2 separate regions of the Macaca mulatta genome follow, and region 1 is linked to region 2. Evidence: chromatin contacts called from public Hi-C data. All regions are on one chromosome and are shown on one strand. Each heading gives the region's core, a stretch centred on a gene start, on an enhancer-like site or on the middle of the called end of the contact. The rest is flanking DNA. Distances are from core to core; before and after follow the strand shown.

Region 1 (3,247 bases), core at 690-3,189, 510 kb before region 2:
CATATTTAGTCAAACGAAAGTTTTGTATAACATTTACTAGCTTTTGAGAAAGTGGATATGTTTCTATTGGAAGTCCTCTGTATCTCTTGCATCAGATCTGGTCTAATAATACTGAGGCTGGGTGTAGTGGCTCATGCCTATAATCCCAACACTTTAGGGAGCCAAGGCAGGTGGACCACTTGAGCCCAGGACTTTGAGACCAGCCTGGGCAACATTTTTAAAAATTAGCCAGGCATAGTGGTGCATGCCAATAGTCCCAGCTATTCAGTAGGCTGAGGTAAAAGGATTTCTTGAGCCAGGGAGGTCAAGGCTGCAGTGAGCCTGATAATAATATGAGAATAATAAGATAAAAACTTGCCAGATTTAATCTCGTCATATGCCTACTTTTTAAAAATCAAATCTTTGTAAAAGTACCATGACATGTCATTCTGGGCTTCATGGATTTGCTCTCAGGGAAAAATACATCTGCATACATAGTGAGTTAATACATATGAATGAAGGTTTCTAGATAGTTTTGAAGATGACCTCCATCTTTTTTTCTCCTTCTGGACTCTATCCACATAGCCATTCTTTTTTAGGAATCAAGAATGACTGTTCTCACTGAGAACAGATGTAGCTAAAATGAACAATACATATTCAACATGTGGCCGATACACTTATATATTAAATGATAGAGAAAACTTTCAGAAATATGCTTTTTTTCTTCCAAACTTAAAACATTTTTCTTCCTTTTGAAAGCTTACATTTCTCACTCCATTGAAATGGACTGTTTTAAGAAAGCAGTGGGTAGAGTCATGTCTTCAATGTTCTTTCCTCTGATGACTAAACAAAATTATTATAGTTCACTGGTTTGAATGCAGTTTTGGGTTGTGTTTGCATGTTTGCCTGGTCATGTTATTTATAAAAACCATTCCTCTGTTGGAATAACTGCAGGGCAAAAACAGACCTATCTGGAGAAGTTTGATTTGTTTTCTGTGTCTGTAATCAAATTACTTATAAATGATATGACATGGTTTATAATGCTTGAAATTTTGCTGTCAGAAACATATATATACACTTTGTGGTTGAATTCACCCAGGTTTCCTTTTAAATCATGTAGGTCTCTGAGACATTTCCACCAAAATGTGGTAAAATGCAGAAGTTGGCAATTCAATTTTATTCAGCCTTTCAAGAAGGAAGGCCTAGATAAGCTTTGCTTGTTCATGTCAGTGATAATATTCATCAGTGAGGCCTAAATGTAATTCTGTAGGCTTGCTACTGCTTTGTTGTACTGTCATTTCTGAACCTCAATCTCTCCCTCTCTCTTTCTCCCTCTCTCTCCCTCTCTTTTTTAATCACAGCAAAAAGTTTCTTAAGAGCTTAACTCACAGCCAAGTGCCAGCTCCCCCATTTAATTTGTCCTGCTTCCCCACAGCACTTGTACTTTATGTTCAGGCAGAGGTGAGGTCAGTTCTCAGGGCCCAGCTCGCTGGACACCCTCAATGATGACCTCATTAGAGTCACAGATGTTTGCTGCACTTTGGGAGATGTGGAAAAAACAGAGCAGTAAACTAGGCCAGCTTGCAGTAAGGCTGTTACCCACAATTCAAGATAAAATGCTGGATAGTTCCCACTAGGTTCTGGTCGGCTAGGAAACGGCAACTTATTAATCTTGTGTCAGAGAGCCAGCTGCAGCCGTGGCAGTTACCATATTTCACCACCAACTCCATGTCTGGACAGCCATTGTCTTTTTTTATGAAAAAACTCTACAAATCAGCTGCGTTCTCTCACTCCCTCTCCCTCTCCTTTCCCCCTTACACTTAGCAAAGCCCCCCGCTTGTCCGCCTTGGAGAAATTGCACTCCAGCACTGAGAGAGTTCGGTGCATCGTCGATCCTGTGGTTGGTTTACTAATTCAGAGAGACTGCTTACTTTCCAACTTTAATGATATTCCCTCAGCATATCACTTTGGTTGCCTGGCGACCGGATTTGAGCTAGGCCTCTCATTTGATTCCCACACATCAGACCCTGAAAAGCACTTTTTTTCCCCCGTCCCTCAGCTTTTGATTCTTTCTGCTCTGAAACCCTTCCCCCTGCGGTGTCAGTATGGGTGGGCAGAGCCGTGGTAGAAGAAGGGCAAGGGTGAAGGGCGGCCCGTAGCGCACTGGTCACACATCAAGGCCTCAAAACAAAGCCTCCAGGAACCCTTCCTGACGAACACAAATTCCCCTCAGAAAAAGCAAATTTGGCTTTCCCTTCATAGTGTGGGTGTCATTTTAAGACTTTCCTTAGATACTTTATTAAATCTGATGCTTTTTATTGTTTTTCATGCCGTTTCTCACAAAAGACTTCCTATTATCAACAAGTTGCTATAGGAGTAAGCAAACAGATTATGAAGAACTGAAATAGTCTAATAAACACTAGCCTTCCATCCACCTCCGTATATGTTTTAATATTATAATATGCATATTAGTATAAGAATTATCTATCTTAATTTGTACTAGAATGCACCACTTTTCCCACAGTGAGAAGATGTTTTATGCTAAAATCTGCATGTGAAAATCCACAATGTTGCTTGTAAGGGAAAAGGGAAAATTTGCTTCTTTTGGCCTTTTTAAAGAAAAATAGAGATGCTTTATCTATTGTTGAAAAGGCTCCTCTGAGAAAAATTGTAATGAACATATTTTTGTGTGTTTATGGTTGAGTCTACCAAAAAAAAAAAAAAAACAGGGAGAAAAAAGAAAGCAAAAGAAAAATTTATATGAAGTGCATTTGAGTTTTTCCATAGTATTATCTCAATTGTTTAAATTAAATCTTATATGCTGTAATCATGTCCTCAAAACAGCACACACACACACACAAAATACTAGGAGCACTTAATGAGCTGTTTTACTGACTAGAATTAGTGCATAATCACATAGATACATGCAGATTTCAAATATATCGTATATTTTATAGAGGTATAAATACACATCTATATATTCAGACATGTACTTATACATTACTCTTGAAATATTAAAATTCCTATATGCATGTCTATTATGATGATCCATCTGTTATAAAAGATAGTTCAAATATTCTTGTTAGAGTTTATTTTCTCACAGATCTCTGAAGGATTTGATCATGTAACTCCCATTCATTCTCATGTGCAAATCCCCTGTGTATTGATGGGCAAATGGACTTCTAATTCCACACTAGAACTGAAAGTAGGATTCTTAACCTTTACTCTCTTGTTGTTGAACTTATATAAGGCTAACAAAAGTTCTTTA
Region 2 (2,815 bases), core at 298-2,797:
TGTGAAGGTGTTGAAGGGGGTTAAACTCTAGTTTTACTATGTAAAGCTTTAACCTTTAAGTTAACTCCCACTGAATAGGTATAATTCAGAGAGAACAGAGAAGGCATTAAGACAAGATTAACAATGGCATTACTAATAATAATGCAAGTTTTTAATAAACACCCATGCACACCTCTATAAACAGAAAAGGAGGTGTGAAACTAAAGAAAACGAAATTAATAACATTGTTCTCCTTTTAATAAACACAATGTATGTATGTAGGTACATACAAACACATCCATACATATATACACATATGTATATGGTTTCTAGGAAGACAGTAAAGGTAACTAACGGTCATTAAGTATTGACTGGCTTGAGTGATGCCTGTTAGCGACTAAAAGTTGACGAGGTCTAAACTAAAATCGAACGTTTTTCTTTTTATTCTTTAAAAAAAAAAAAAAATACTAGAGCTCTTTAAAAGCCTGGAGGACTTACCCTCAGGGATTATTCAGAGAAAAACTGAGACTGGCCGTTCGTCACAGGCAATTGTAAAGGGTTTCAAAGAGCCGATCAAACGATCGCCAGAGTAATCTACATTCAAGTCCGGATGATGGTGTTACGGCACACACCTGCGGGGTGTTTGCTGTCCGTGCCCCTCGCCGAGCTACAAATCATCATTAAAGCGAGCTGCTTAAGCTTCTTCCCAGCTTCTAGACAAGAGTTACTTGGGACAGTTCACTTTGATATTGCTACAGCTCGCAATTGACAAGCAAGCTATTTTGGAGCCCAAGCCAGAGCCCACATCCTAATGCGCTTCGCGAAGTAAGCAGGATGGTGGGGGCAGGGAGCGGTGAGCAATTGTAAAGGTCTGTCTCTTTCGCCAATTTCCAGAGCAGAATCACCGCAAAAATGTGTAGGAAACCAGGTTAAATCAGCTGAAACCCGCCTTGAGTTTCTAGTGAGGGCCCTCCCAAAACTTCTTTACTACAACTTTTAACCGACCCGTACTGTGGACATAATCTCACCACCTCAGTTTCCCTCCTTCCCTCTCTTAAGTACGCACTCGGGTCAGCACCTTCCCTCGAGTTCGAGATTACATATTTCTTCATCAGGTCTGGTATCTAGTTTGAAACTTTCACTTTTGGTTCGTTCGTTTGCGATTTTTTTCTCCCTTTTTGTGCGGACTGTGCCCTCACTGCTCTCACTGCCCTCACCTTGAGGGGGAAAATAATCCGGAGTTGGGTAAAAAAGAAAGGGACTTGAGGGTCTCTGACAGCTGGAGGCGGGGAAAGGCGGGAGTCGATGTGGGTTTCTGTCTGCGTCTGCCTGAGTGCCCACAAGCCCTCGGCAATCCGCGTGCGACCCACTGGCGGGGGCGGGGTGGGGGAATTAACCGGCTACCGGTGATGCCAAGATCAACACTCGGAGCGAATGTATCAATAGACCAATTTTCTGCTCTTACCGCGAGCTTTTTCGTTTCAATCCAGAGTGGAGGTGTCTGCGCTGCGCAAGACGCAACAGCACAGTGGCGTCAGGAAGAAAAAAAAAAAAAAAGAGGGCGCTAGATGCGGGAGGCGCAAGTATGGAAATTAACTCATTAGGAAGGGGTGTGGTTACAGCGAAGCCCCCTCCTCCATCCCGTCCTTTCTCCCTTGCTGCCACCGTCCCGGCTTGCTAAATATGAGATTACAAACAAACAAATAAAGCAGAAGCTGACTACGCAGTCCCAGATCAAACACGCTCCAGATAATTCGCTTCACTCAGCGCTGCGGCCAGATTTGCAGCTCAGCGCTGGCCCCTGACGCCTGCCGGTGGTTTCAGCGCCCCCTCCAAGCCAGCCCCTGCTTCCGCAGCTCTGAAAGGCAGGGCCCGCGGCGGCTTTTCGAAGGCACAGCACGTGGCCCTGACGCCCCGTTTGGTATACGTTTTAAAACATCAGACAAACGCTTCCACCAATATGGCAACCGTCTGAGGGCTTCTGCCGATCTCAGAGGTCCTCTCTTAAATGCTGCCTGATAGAGGATGAGGGTGGTGGTGGTCTCTTTGGGAGAAAAACAACAAACAAAACAAACTAGAAAGTAATGTCCCAGAGGCCCTGGCCAAGAGCCTTTTCCTGGGGCGCCGCACTCCGTGAGAGGTATCAGTGGTGGAGGGCTCCGAGAATACGGAGGCTGGGGCCTGGAGCGGGTCTGAGCGTTAAAGCCCCGAGTTGTGATATTATTAACCAAAGACCAGGTTACCAAGATTGAGGGCAAGGAGGTTGGAGAACCTAGGGTGCATAATTATGTGCCAAAATAAAATGTTTCAGTTGGGGGAAAGGGGCTAAAAGAACACGCAAAACCTCTCAACGCCGCCCCCCAACCCCCGCCCCAACTGCCCTGCCCCTAGGTCCTCAAAGCCTGCCTCTGTGTAGGCTGAGGGAAAAAATGGCACTTTCATGGTTTTCCTTCCTGCGTGGCTCGTCTCCCTGTCTCTGCTCCCTGCCTGGCGCTCTCCCAGCTGCGGGCCCCTTGGAGGAAGGCTGCCCAGTCCCCTCGTCTCCCGCTGCCTGCAGGCCACCGAGTCTCAAAGCACGCATTGTCCAGCGGGGGCGGGGAGGCCAGCAGACCCATGGAGAAGAATAACACTGCGCCCAACTCCTGTTAGGGAAAGTTTCCCAAATCCACTCCTTGTGGCAACATACTACTTTAAAAGATGGGGGTGGGGGGTGGGGGCGGGGGGATACGTTTTGAAAATCTGCTGCTTTCTCCAATTCTTCACTCTCTCCCCGTCACTTTTTAGGTCCTGGGAAAGAGAGAGAGTGGACTGGGAAGAAACTGGAAGGTGGCATGGA

Evidence for each region. A called contact is a pair of places that touch in the nucleus more often than the background predicts.
Region 1: a Hi-C map of fetal cortex germinal zone shows a contact between it and region 2, with 4 times the contacts expected there. The contact joins two enhancer-like sites. A contact is called at or near these places in 2 of 14 Hi-C or Micro-C datasets (fetal cortex germinal zone and fetal cortical plate).

Annotation. Positions count from the first base shown.
Region 1 is chr2:94,336,888-94,340,134 of T2T-MMU8v2.0, reverse strand. No RefSeq gene overlaps it. Among named protein-coding and RNA genes, the nearest start is that of SOX2, 520 kb to the right of the region's middle. Within about 2 kb of position 1,939, at least 16 of the 40 cell types and tissues checked have an H3K27ac peak or open chromatin away from gene starts, as enhancers often do. A contact at or near this core is called in fetal cortex germinal zone, where this site is marked.
Region 2 is chr2:93,829,838-93,832,652 of T2T-MMU8v2.0, reverse strand. The region is part of intron 7 of LOC114676301; the gene reads right to left. Among named protein-coding and RNA genes, the nearest start is that of SOX2, 15 kb to the right of the region's middle. Within about 2 kb of position 1,547, at least 8 of the 40 cell types and tissues checked have an H3K27ac peak or open chromatin away from gene starts, as enhancers often do. A contact at or near this core is called in fetal cortex germinal zone, where this site is marked.